2 separate regions of the Sus scrofa genome follow, and region 2 is linked to region 1. Evidence: chromatin contacts called from public promoter capture Hi-C data. All regions are on one chromosome and are shown on one strand. Each heading gives the region's core, a stretch centred on a gene start, on an enhancer-like site or on the middle of the called end of the contact. The rest is flanking DNA. Distances are from core to core; before and after follow the strand shown. Region 1 holds the start of AFAP1 (actin filament associated protein 1). Region 2 overlaps AFAP1 (actin filament associated protein 1).

Evidence for each region. Promoter capture Hi-C pulls out the DNA fragments that hold promoters and counts their contacts.
Region 2: a promoter capture Hi-C map of skeletal muscle shows a contact between it and region 1, with 7 times the contacts expected there. The contact joins the enhancer-like site here to the promoter of AFAP1 in region 1. A contact is called at or near these places in 2 of 5 promoter capture datasets (liver and skeletal muscle), 6 of 47 Hi-C or Micro-C datasets (embryonic fibroblasts, fetal skeletal muscle, fibroblasts and 3 more) and 1 of 2 datasets of contacts at active chromatin or transcription factors (skeletal muscle).

The regions. Positions count from the first base shown.
Region 1 is chr8:3,065,368-3,071,819 of Sscrofa11.1, reverse strand. AFAP1 (actin filament associated protein 1) reads right to left here and starts at 1,789. Exons shown (of 17, transcript NM_001253821.1): 1 at 1,649-1,789. LOC102159659 reads left to right here and starts at 945. Exons shown (of 3, transcript XM_021100806.1): 1 at 945-981; 2 at 1,160-1,444; 3 at 1,543-2,111. The coding sequence starts at 945. The coding sequence ends at 2,111.
Region 2 is chr8:3,157,796-3,164,293 of Sscrofa11.1, reverse strand. It overlaps AFAP1 (actin filament associated protein 1), which reads right to left. Exons shown (of 17, transcript NM_001253821.1): 8 at 5,118-5,199; 9 at 680-829. Among named protein-coding and RNA genes, the nearest start is that of AFAP1, 91 kb to the right of the region's middle. Within about 2 kb of position 1,498, at least 3 of the 83 cell types and tissues checked have an H3K27ac peak or open chromatin away from gene starts, as enhancers often do. A contact at or near this core is called in fetal skeletal muscle and skeletal muscle, where this site is marked.

The sequences.
Region 1 (6,452 bases), core at 540-3,039:
GACCAAACACTCATTCTTAAGAGGGAAAGACTGACTTCTTAGACTTTGCATCCCCAGGGAGAAGGACCATCGGTGGAACATAACAGGTGCTTTTACAAGTTTGACGAAAGGGTAAATGAATGACGCCACTTTAGGTAAGTGGCTGAGCGATACGGAACCTGCAGGGTAGTATCAGATCTTGCCGTCAGGCTGAAATCCAAGTTTTCAGACCCACAACCTCACCGGCGCTACCCTCTCCATAAATCTGACCTCTAACTGTAACTGCCTTGGCCTCATTCCCTGGGTGTGGATTCCCCTCCTTCAAACACACTTTCCAGCCCGCCAAATTCTTGGGAAAGTTTCTTCCACTCTCCAGGCGCTGAGAGCTGCAAAGTTAAATCTGGCTTTCCAGACTACCCCCCCCCCGCCCCCGCCCCCAATCCTAACGGAAATCAAGAAGCTCTGAGCAGAGGGACCAGACGCCCTCCAATCAGAGCCAGCTCCTGGGGGCCGGCCTCACCAGAGCAGGAAATGCGGCGGCCTGATCCCTGGTCCCCAGGCACGGTGACAGCCCCATGCTCCTCTGGGACCCGGCTGGGGTGAGTTCTTGGGGAAGTGTGGCTGCTTCTTCATAAAACAGCAAATGAGAGATTAAATAAAAGAATGGACCCCAGTCCTACACAGGCCCACTGCACCCCCACGCACAGCCTGCCACGCTCAGACGCTTGCCACGACCTACACAAGGACACCCCTCCACACATGGAACCCACAACACACACGCCCGCGCCCACACACTCTGATGAGGGAAAGGGGGGAGCCTGCCTCTGGGAATGATCACACCCCGACAAGCCACAGGGGGAGGGGATGGGGCAGAGCCCCCCAACTCACAAGGTGGCCAGGACACCGCAGGTGCACGTGCACGAGGAGCCACCCTGGGTCACGCTCAAACATTCAGTAAACCGGTCATGGGCGTGGGTGGCAAAATAGAGCCCTGCTCTCAGGGTAACCAGGGTCCCTATGACTGAGGGTCCACGCACTGAAACAGCGAACCAGTCACCCCGCCGGGGAAACGAAGGGCGACCAGAGACAGAGTCTCCCACTCTCAGGCAGCCGGGATCCCCACGCGCAAGGGCCCACGCAGAGCTTCCTTCGGTGACACACGGAGGGAGTGGACATTGAGACAGCGGCCCCATCCTCAGGGTGACCAGGACCCCGTGCAGGGGTTCACCCGCGGAGCCACGCAGAGTCGCAGCAGGCGCGGAGCCCCCTCGGTGCCACTCCGAGGCCGAGACAATACCCAAGCGCCGGGACGCTCGACGGCCCGGTCAGTCCGCGTCCGCGTCCGCGTCCCCGTCCCGCTGGCGCTCAGGGCGGCGGCCACCACCTCGGGCAGCGACCCCGTGGCGTCCAGCTCAACCTGTCACACCCGACGGGGACCCCCGCCCGGCCTGGAACCCCGCCGCCTGAGTCCCCGCCGGGCCCTGGGACCCTCGCCCGACCCGCTAGCCCTGTCCCGCCCTGAACCTCGGCCTGGCTCCGGGACCCCGGCCGCCTGGGACCCAGTCCGGCCCCAGGACCTCCGCCTGGCCCTCGGACCCTCCTCCCGGACCCAGAACCCTGTCCGCCCGGGCACCCCCGCTCGGCCTGGCCCCGAAGCCCGCCGCCTCACCTCAGGCCGCCGCCTCGGCAGCGCTCGCTCCTTGCCGGAGGCGCCCTGGCCAAGCCAGGCAGAGCGGAGCAGCCGGCAGAGCCGGGGCCACCGCAACAATGGAGCCCCGGGGCGGGGCCGCCTCGCAGCCGCCGCAGCCCGTCACCCGCTCTGGCTCGGGATCCGGCTCCCGCTCCGCGCGGAGCAGCGGCCGGCAGAGTCTGCGGCTGGGCTCGGGGACGGCGCAGGCGCACTCACCCCGCCCGCGCAGCTCCGCCCCGCCCCCGGCGGCGCCCGGCGCTCGGGGCCCGCCCCCCGGCCAATGGGGAGGGCGCCGCGCGGAGGGGGCGGGGCCTGGAGAAACAAAGGGAGGTGGGGCGGGGCCGCGCCGGGGCGGGGCCGCGGGGTCCCGCCGGGGGCGGAGCGGAGAGGAGCTGGCTCCGCGGCCCAACCAGGTCCGACCCGGGAAGGCCGGGCTCAGTGACCGCTTGGAATTCGCCCAGCAGGACGTGTTCAAACCGGGAACTCAAATTGATCGGATTGGCCCGCTTTGCAGAAAGAGAAACTGAGGCCCAAGCAGCGAGACCACCTGCACCCCCGACACTAGTCACACAGTCCCGTTCACTGGTTCATTTTTATTCGTTCAAATATTCTCGCAGCCTGTAAGGTGGGCGGTGGGAGCAGAGTAGACGTAAACAGCCCTCCTTGAAGGAGCTGTCAGGCAGGACCAGATGTCTCAGTCACCTAAACCCGCGATAAAGGAGCACCGGGCAGCGCTGTTTCTTTTCCTACCTCAAAGCTTTTGCGGCTGTGCTGTTCCCCACCTGAACGCTCTCCTCTCCCCCCCTGTCACCCACATGTACCCAAATGCCAGTGATCCATAAATCCTCTGACCTCACCGTGTTTGATCTTTAAGCCTCTCCGGACCACACTCTACTGGCGGCTCCCCCAGGAGTCTCCGGATCCAGCCCCTTCTCTACCCCGCCTCTCCGTGCTGGGGTTTTAGGGCGGCTCTTGGCTAGGGCATGGACCCTCTTATCTGGAAATCTCAGGCTTACCCAGGCTTTAAACCATCCACCTACTGCAGTGACTGCCTGCCCCCAGTCTCCAGCCCTGACCTCCCAAGTCCCTAGCTGGACACCCAGGAGGCGTCTGTAATGTTTTACCACCAACTCAAAGCGCTTTCTTCCATGCCCCCACCTGCTCCTCCACCTCCTTCAGTCAATGGCCTGTCCATCCGAACAGGTGCTCTGGATGAAAGCTGAAATCCCACAAGGTCTTTGCGTCCCTCAAGCGCCCCAGGACCCATCCGACCCCAGGACCTCCGCCTGGCCCTGTGGCCCTACCGCAGGCCGGCCTTCTCTGCGTTCCCACCTCGGTACAGCTCCTGCTGGAGTTTTCAGTCTGCTTGGTTTTCCCGCCACCCGGTGAAGTGTGACCCTCTCAGACGAGGCAGGGATGCGACCCTCTCATTTCTGGTGCGGAAGAGGGCCTGGCGCATGGATGCGTGGCTAAGGCTGACAGCGACCGGGGCAGAGCCCCTCCGTGCCTCCCAACACACACAGCACACAAACACACACACACACACAGGCACACCACTGACAGCCCAGTTTCCAGTCTGAGTTGCCAGATTCCTCCGTGGACATAAGAAGCTTCCCCATGCCTCTTCAGCCAGGCCCCTCTGTTTGCAGATATACTTGGAGACCAGAAACACAAAATCTCAGGGAGGGAAGCAGTTCCTGCAAAGGACGGCTGTCCCCTGCCTGACACACTTGCCCCCTGTTCTTGGCCCATCAACCCCTGACCCTTCAAGTCTCAATCTTAATGTCCTTTTCCCCAGGAAGGCTTTGTGGCTACACTAGCACAAAGTGTAACTGGCAGACACTCCCTAAGGTGACCCCCAGGGAGTCACACCCCTGTACAGTGCCCCCGCCTTGGGGGCAGGCAGAACCTAGGATAGCCTCTGGCCAATATCAGGAGTAGCCATGATGGCCTGCCACCCCCAGCCACCCCCGGTCACATGACATTACATAGGAACTCATCATAGACCATAGAGAGAGGTTCTGCTTCCAGGCTTTGGAGAAGTCACCAGTGGAGGGTCACAGGAACCTGAGGGACAGCCTCCGGGCAGCAGCTAGCAAAGGGCTGGGCCCTGGTTCAGGCAGCATGAGCCTGAAAGAGCTCACCACGGACTCTTCGCTAGTCGAGCCTCCAAGTGAGGACACAGCCCGGCCAGAACGCTGAGTGAAGGGGGTGAGCCCTAAACAGGGGATCCAGCTAGATGGGCTGAACCGCCAGTCCCAGAAACTGAATGAAGAATGTGTGTGACCTTCAGCTGCTACATTTGTGGTTATTTGTTATGAAACGACAAAAACGAACACTGGGTCCCTTCCCCAACACCTACACCCAGAGCCCCCGTCCCTCTTTCTGGCACTCCTCATAATTCCTCTTACGTGTTTAATATTGCCGTCTTGCCACCGGCATGAAAGCCCCATCAGAACTCAGACCTGTGTTCCCAAGGTGTGCCCTCTGCTCGCCCACCGAGCCTTAGTCCACTCTGCCCCCCTCCTTCATCCCTCTTCTTACCAAGGTCACCAGCGGACACCTTGAGAGCAAACATAAAGGATGCTCTTGGGTCCTACCCGCCTGGCTCTCCCCTGGCCCTTTGCTCGCTGCATCCCTCCTTCCCTTGTCCTTGTACCAGAGCCCCCAGTCCTCCTCCCGCATCTTGCTGCCCCTCCGTCGTCTCCCTGGTACTCTGCTCTTCTCTCCCAAATTCTGAAACGTCCTTGTCCTCAAAAACTGTTCCATCTGCTTATCCTGCACCCTGTCCCAGGACAGTCTCAGCACGCCTGTGACTCCGGCCACCCCTCTGTATCCGTGAGGACATTTGGGTCATCCACTGAGCCTCAACCCTCTCAGTCCAGCTTTGTCCTGGGCACCCCCGCCCCAGGCAGCCCATGGGCACCTCACACACCGCATGCAACAGACAGACCTCGTATCCCTCCACTCACCCCAAACCCGTTGTTTCTCCCCCCACCCACTGTTTTCCTGGCCCCTCTGCCATCTCTCCCAATGCCCACAGGGGGTAGGGGCAGGGGGTTGCAGGGTCCAGATGGCACTCCTCCCCACTCCTGCCCCCTTGGAACAGCCCAGGCAAACAAAGGGGGTGGAGACAGTGCTTTAAGAGCAAACCTCAAAGTTCCTTTCCAGAGATCAGCGCATGTGGGGATCTGAGAAGCCACCCGAAGGGTAGATTAGATTCCGCTGCTGGTGGGTGGGCTGAAGCAGAGAAACAGAGCACTAAACTGCTCTGGACGAGAAGTGATGGGCAGCTGAGCTTAGGAGCCCCTGGAGAAGGGAGATGAAGTCAGAAAGGAGGGGCAGCCAGGAAGGAAGAGGAACAGGCCCGTGGGCGGAACTGCCTGCTGGGAATTGTCTAGTGGCAGGTTCAGCCTGGGACTGTTTTTTTTCATTGCAGGGCCGCACCTGCAGTATATGGGAGTTCAAGGGCTAGAGGTCAAATCAGAGCCACAGGTGCCGCCCTACACCACAGCCACAGCAACGCCAGATCCTTAACCCAGGGAGCAGACCTGTATCCTCACAAACACTATGTCGGGTTCTTAACCCCCTGAGCCACAACAGGAACTCCAGGCCTGGGACGTTTTGAACAGGGATGTCCCGAGGCCAGTGGTCCAGCCAGCACCTTCACTAATCCCAGGCCACAGAGTGGCCCTCATCGCTCGGCCTGTATCTCCATCCTACAGAGGCAGCCTAGCCTTGTGTGAGCCAGCTTTGGGGTGGGAGGAGGTCTTGTCCATAAAACAGGGGCCGGTCCCTGTCCAGGTCAGCTTGGAATCGGAGAAGGGGCTGGTACCGAGGGTGGGACACCTGTTAAAGACCTCAGTGTCCTCATCCTATGGACCAGAACCTCACACGGTTCTGCCCAGTAAGTGGATGGAGCCACTGAGAAATAAAATATTGCCTGTCTTGTCAGTAAACAAAGGATGTGATGGTCATGGGTGGTCGCAGCCACCTCCAAAGGTGACCGGTGAGCCCCGAGGGAACTCGGGAAGAAAACAAAGAATACCTGCCTTCTCGCAGCCGTTCCTACACTCCTTAACTTGACATGTCTGGCTTTTCTTTTATTAACCCTAATCTTTTGTTCCTACCACCTGCTCTTTGTTGCAAAACTCCTATACTTCCTGGCTCTCCCCCGCCACTGCCCCCGCCTCCTGGGAGCAGTTTTTTCAGGGTTGCTGGAGATGCTGCCTCCTGGGTTTAGGTCCTCAGTTTTGCCCACCAAAGAAAACCTAACTCTCAATTTTCTGGTTGTGCATACATTTTTAGTTGACACCCCTTCAACCAAAGCCACCAATCTGTAGGTTGCTATTTTAAAAGTTTTCAGAGTTCCCTGGTGGCTCAGCAGGTTAAGGATCAGGCATTGTCACTGCAGTGGCTCAGGTCACGGCTGTGGTGCAGGTTCCATCTCTGGCCCTAGGAACTTCCTCATGCCAGAGGTGCGGCCACCAAAAAAATCAAAAAAAAGAATTCAGTCACAAGTTGGTACATACATGGGTTTCTGACCAGCAAGCTTACCAATGACAAAATAAAGGCATGGGGGCCCTTGTCCCCCAAACCCTATGTGTATATCCCTGCGTGGGACCGGCTGGGCTCCCAGGTCCTCCACCCCACCGACACCGCTCTGACTCTGGACCTCAGTGAACTGGCTCGCTGGAGCCCTTTATCCTCCCTGTCTGCACGCTTTCGCTTCATCTCTCGGCAAGTAAGTTGTGCATCTTTACGCAAGAAAATGATTCACACG
Region 2 (6,498 bases), core at 249-2,748, 93 kb before region 1:
AGACCTGGTGCCTCAGGAAACACTGTGTAGGCAGCATCTCGTTTATCCAGGGATGCTGCCCCTGACGTCTGGTGTCTACGGGACGCCCTACAGGCTCCCCATTGTCCCTTTGTCCTCCTCCTGTTGGTGATCAGCCCTTGCAGGTCTGTCTCCATCCCAGGACTTGGAGTTCCGGGCACTTGGCCACTAGACCATCGGGGTCCAGGTGCCTCCCGGTGCTGACCAGCCTGCCAGGCAGCAGCTGCTGGAGCCCAGGGTGAGGAAGACAGAGGCAGGTGGGGCTGCCAGACTGGACGTGAAGCTGGGTCTGAGCCACAGGTGTCCCCAGAAAGTGGAGCTGTGCTCCCTCGGGCGGGGAAGGCTGGCCCGGGGGTCCGTAAAGGCCCTGCCACACCCACAGCCCCTCCTTCTCAGCCAACCTCTCCTGCATTCGTACCAGCTTAAAACCACTCAGGCGGAAAGTGGAAGAACCTCCTGGGATCAACGAGAGAGTTCGTTTTTCATCTCACCCGCCCTGTAACGTCCCCAAGTCAAAATCGAGTCCATCCCCAGAGTTTAAGGGAAGGCAAACCCAGTTCCAAAGAGGCTCACCCCTGAGACTGGGACAGGGACACAGAGGTCCCCCAGGAGAGTTGTGGCGTGTGGGGTGGGGCGGGGCGCGGCGGGCAGCCCGTCTTACCGCAGGTGGGCACGTCCTCCTCGGCCGAGGACGTCTGCTCGTCGGTCGACGGCTTTTTCTTCCCCAGACCGATGATCTTGGTGATTTTCTTCCCTGTGACTTTGGTCACGGTCCCTTTGGCCTCGGATTTGGAACTTTTCTTCCTCTTAACTGTCAGGAATGAGGACAACCAAGAAGCAGGTTTCAGTGGCGGATTTTCCTTGAAGAAACAGCCACATCAAGTGTGAGCCACGCCCCGTTCTTCCCTGGGTTTCACTTATCGCGCACCTGCTCTGTGCCAGCTGCCGGGCCAGATCCCACAGAACGCAGCATTTTTCAAGCTGTAAATGCCACAAACACAGACAATTCCCCCTTATCCTACGGGCATGGGAGTCTAGGAGTTTTTGTATGCAGGCTGCTGGGAGGACTGGGGACATGGGGCTAAAGTCACTGGGCTGTTTATGTGCCAGGTCGGCCAATAGGCCCGTTACCCCGTGCGGAAGTCGTGAACGCGTGAGCGTTACTTGGGGACAAGTGTCGCTTCCGCACACATTAGCACGAGGGCCTCGAGTCTCTTCTCGTGCCAGCTGCACCATCGGTGGGAACGTGCCAAGGCACCCAAATCGCACTGCACTCGCTCAGCACAGGCCAGGGCGCGACACCTTCAAAGAGGAAGCTGGAGTTTTCAGAGTCACTCCCCGTGGCTCTGGTCACAGAGTCTGGACTGTTCAGCTAAGAGGCTCTCGTTCAGGAAAAGCTGCAGGAGGTCGGGCCTCCTCTGCGCGGGCGGCAGAGAAATCCGAGCTGGGCCATGGCTGGGAGCAAGGGCGCACCCCTGACGTTTCTCAGCTGCAAATGGCTCAAGAGTGAGCGGCCAGAACCAAGCTACGGTAAGAAGGTCAGAAGGTACTGAAGCGATTAGCTTCCTTCAGCGACTGTTTATTAAGAGTCTACCGTATGCAAAGCGCCACGCCAGGCAGAAAGCGTTGGAACCGAGGCCACCTTGACAAAGCCCAGAAAGCCGCTCTTGTTAAAGGGAAAAGGGAGAGTATCAGACACAGACGTCTTCACGTACGTGTCCACGTGGACACGGACAGCTGGACAGGTTTCACTCTGCAGAAGCTGCTTTTATGCACGGGCCCTGGGAGAGGACACAGCCCACAAGAAGAGAGACCCCGGGCAGTGCCTGCTGAGCCCGGGTGTCTGGGCAGGAACCTGAGATTGCATGTTATTCTATTTCAGGGCAAAAGTTAAAGATAGCTTTCCTGCCTTTCACGCCCCAAAATGTGCCCCGTGAAGACAAAGATAATACCTTCCACACGGCAGCTTCCCGTGGGAAGAACTAAAATTACCCTCGGCCACGACCGAGGTGGAAAATCACATGAGCGAAGGCAGAGATCGGGACCCTGGAATTGTCACAAAAGCCCAGGTGACATGGGTTCATCGAGAGTCTCAATTCATCAAGAGTCGGCCTGGCCGGCTCTTTGGTTTAAGGCGACTTCATTTCTGAGCCACAAGGCGCCCGCTCCACCCCGGGGCTGGGGGCGGAGAAGCTGGGTGGGGAAACAGAGGCTGCTATTTTGCACCAGCAAAGCTGCCCCGTCCCCTCAAACCCCGCCTCCTCTCTGCCCACACAAGGCCGAGCCAACTGGAGGTCAAGCCTCAGACTGGGACAGGACAGGTGCAAAACACATCTGAGAGAGGACTTGCATTCCAAATAAAAAACGCTCAGAAGTCCACGAGAGCAAAAAAAACCCCAATGAGAATAGGGGCAAAAGATTTTAACTGACATTGCCCCCGGGGTGACAGACACAGAGGTAGCAAAAAAGCCATGAAAAAAGGATCCGTGTTGTCCTCACGGGGAGATGTACGGTCAAGGCACAATTACACAGCACCGCACACCTAGGAGAGTGGCCCAAATAAACAGAACACAACAGAAAAGACAGCACAAGGCTGGCGGGAAGGTACACGCGTGCACGTGACCACAGGGTCTCACTCTGAGGCATCGGCCAAGAAAAATGAAAACCCATCCCTGCAAAAGCCTGACTGTGGATGTGCCTCCGTCAGCGCTCTTGTGAACGGCTCTACCCGGAGACAACCAGGAAATGGGTAATTCATGGATACATCCACCCTGGCATCCTGCTCCGCCAAGGAACAGACCTCGGGCCCACCACGTGGACGCCCCCCAAACGCGTGGCGCCGATGGGAAGGAGCAGACCCAGGAGGCTGTTTCACGGGACTCCACTTAGAGGACAGAAAACAGGTGTGGGGCCATCGGGGGCATCTCGGGTGATGGAAACGCTCCAGATCCTGACTCTCGTGAAGGGTACATGCCTGTGTTGGTCAAGGAACCGTATGCCCCCGGAGGGTGAATCTCACCATGTGAAATGTACACCTTTATAAAGCGGACCTAAAAAAATTCAGCGTTTGTGCACCCGTGTCCCTAGCAGCTCTATTCACAATAGCCAGAGGTGGAGGCAACCCAATGTCCCCGCACGGACAGGTGGAGACCATTTGTGGTCCATCCCAAGGAATATTATTCAGCCTTGAAAAGGAAGGGAATCCTGTTCCAGGCTGCAACGTGGCTGACCTGTGAGGACCTCATACTAGGTGAAACTAGCCAGCCACCGAAAAGACAGATACTACACGATCCCACTTCCATGAGGCTCCTAGAGCAGCTGAAAATTACAGAGAGACAAGGCAGCCTGGCGGGTGGGGGGCCAGGAAGAGGGGAGAGGGTGGTGAGTTAGTTTCATGAGGGCAGAGCTTGAGTTTTCAGGATGGAAAGTTCTAGAGAGGAAAACAGTGATGACAGCTCAGCCCTGTCGACCCACTTCCTGCTGCTGAAACGGGACTTAGAAATGGTTAGGACACGGGGCTCCCGTCGCGGCTGTGAACTGAAGCCTGGCGCTTCCCATCAGCCTCTACATGGAGTGACACACGAGCCACTGCAGCTGCCGCCCGGAGCTCAGCGGGAAGCCAGGAGCGAGGCCCTCTGTGTGCTGGGGAAACTGGGAGACCAGGTCTTTGGAGAGTCAGACATTTTTAGGAGATTCTACGTGCCCAACTCCTGCATCGCCTCATGTCTAGAAAAACACTAAAATCCTTCATGGTGATGTCTGCTCCTTGAGACGGGTCGTGACCTTCAGGAGACCAGCAACAAACTTTTGTAAGACGTGTGTGTGCTGCATGCACCCCCCCCCCCAGCTTGATCATATCCTGAGGTTCCCGCTTTTCCTCCTTGGGTGGTATTTCAGCCCCGTCTGTAGTTAAGGAGGAAGAATGTCGCCGTCATGGGTGAATGGGGTCCCCTCCAAGGGTGAGAGCTGTGAAAACTCAGGATCCCGGCCCTGAGGGCGCTGCCCATCGCAGGACTGACTTGCGGGAGCCTGGCCTCTGGTGCTCCTGTTCCCTGTCCTTTACTGCAAAACCCCTATACATCCTAGCGCCCCCCCCCCCGCCTCCTGGGAGCGGTTTCTCGGGGCTCCCTGAGCTGCTGTCCCCCGGGCTTGCATTCTAATTTCACCCCAAGTAAAACTTAACTCTCAACTTTCAGGTTCTGTAATTTTTAGTTGACGTGGCTCAGCGGTTAGTTAACGAACCCAACTCGTATCCATGAGGACGCGGGTTCACCCAGTGAGTTAAGGATCTGGCGTTGCCCTGAGCTGTGGTGTAGGTCGCAGATGTGGCTCGGATCCTGCTTTGCTGTGGCTGTGGTGTAAGCCAGTGGCTACAGCTCCGATTCGACCCTAGCCTGGGAACCGATTCGACCCTAGCCTGGGAACCTCCATATGCCGTGGGAGCGGCCCTGAATAGACAAAAAAAAACCCTGGTTAGACAGTATGTGTATGTTACCCATGTATTTCGCCACAATTTTTTAAAAAAATTATTAAATGAAGGTGAAATAAAGACACATCCAGGTAATCTTTTTTGAAAAGATCAGCCGTCTGTGAGCCTGGCCTCCTGGTTTTAAAGACGGGGGAAACTGAGACTTCTCAAAGAGGAAAGACTCGCTCAAGATCGAGTTCTTAGGCCAAGGCAGCGCCGGGATGGGCACATGGGTTTCCAGCCTCACCCAAAGTGCTTTTCCTTGAAAAACAGTGCCTCTCCCAGCGAGATGGCAGCAGCAGCACCCCACCCCCGCTGCAAACGTGTCTCAGCCTTGAACCAGCGGAGGAAGGCGCCGGCAGTGAGTCACAGCTTAAAATGTATGCAGGACACATCATCAAGCCGGTCCGCGAAAAGGCGGGCCGAGGTCTGGGAGGACTGAAACAGGGCCCGGGAAGCCTCGGATTAACCGGAGCTTCCTCTGGACGTCAGTCACCGTAACACAGCAGGACGCCGTCTGCACAACCGGATTCACAGACACACGTTCCGCATCATCAGAGTTTGCCGATCCAGGGGGAGGGTTTCTGTTTGGGGTTTCAGTTGCTCCATCTGGGGCAGGAGCAGCACTCACCGTGTTCCTTTCCATTACACGCAGTCACTCCGTTTTCTGTGACACCCTCCCCGTCGGAGCTGGGTCTCTCTGAAGACAGTTTCTGGGTGGATAAAAAGACTAAGTTACGCTTACAGTGGTCACACCAAGTGATGTGCTGCATGGACCCATCCGAAGTTATCTCAAAAATGAAAGGAGTTCCCTGGTGGCTCTGTGGGTTAAGGACCTGGCATTGGCACTGCTGTGGCTTGGGTTGCTGCGGTGGTGTGCGTTCGATGCCTGGCCTGGGAACAGGTCGTGAGCACAGCCTCACCGCCAAAAAAAAAAAAAATGAAAGAAAACGTGAGCCATGGTCACAGCAAACCCTGAGCTGAGTGAGGGCTCAGCTATAACACAGACCAGTCGGGTTGCTATAAGAGCTTCACAAAAACAAGGGGAGGAGTTCCCGTCGTGGCTCAGTGGTTAACGAATCCAACTAGGAACCATGAGGTTGCAGGTTTGGTCCCTGCCCTCGCTCAGTGGGTTAACGATCCGGCGTTGCCGTGAGCTGTGGTGTAGGTTGCAGACGCGGCTCGGATCCCGCGTTGCTGTGGCTCGGGTGTAGGCCGGTGGCCACAGCTCCGATCAGACCCCTAGCCTGGGAACCTCCATATGCCGCGGGAGCGGCCCAAGAAATGGCAAAAAGACAAAAAAAGGGGGGGGGGAAATGCAAGAGCTTGTACAAACACACACTATGGTACCAAGCCTATTTCACTGAAATCACTTTTTCCAGTGATTAAGTGAAAAAATACTCAGATTACAAAAACTTACTCCCCTCACGAGGCCCTAGTACCCTTCCAGAAATAAAGGGCACACCACCTGTTTAACTTCTCGCCGGCATTCACCAATAATCAGGCGAGGCTCAAGTATCTGTTCATAACAGAACGCTGAGGAGGCGCACAGAAACACAAGCTGCTATCAAAACCATCCAAGGAGGTGCCCGGGACCCTTGCAGTTACTTTAGTCCTAACGCCTGGATTCGAGGAGCATAGTGGGGACCCCGGGTTAGTATCTGAGCAGGAGACATCGACGTGAACCCCTTCCATTCTGGCCGCAGACCCTGCCTCCGCAGGCAGTGGAGGAAAGAGCCCCAAACCGCCTCTGTCTTGGGAGCTTCGCCTTTCACCCCAGGGCCACTGAGACTGGCCGGCAGGGAGACGGATGCCAGTACGCGGGGAGACCCGGAGCCGCTGGGTTCAGGGTCCAGGCGGGCTGGCAAAAGTGGCGGCAGTCCCCAGCGGCATCAGGAAGAGCCGCAGTGGAAGAATAGTGACATTTAGGGGGGCCCTGGTCTGTGCCACGTTCAGGGATAGATGGCCGAGAGCCCCACTCTCAAGCCAGGAAGCATCCCTGGGACTGGATC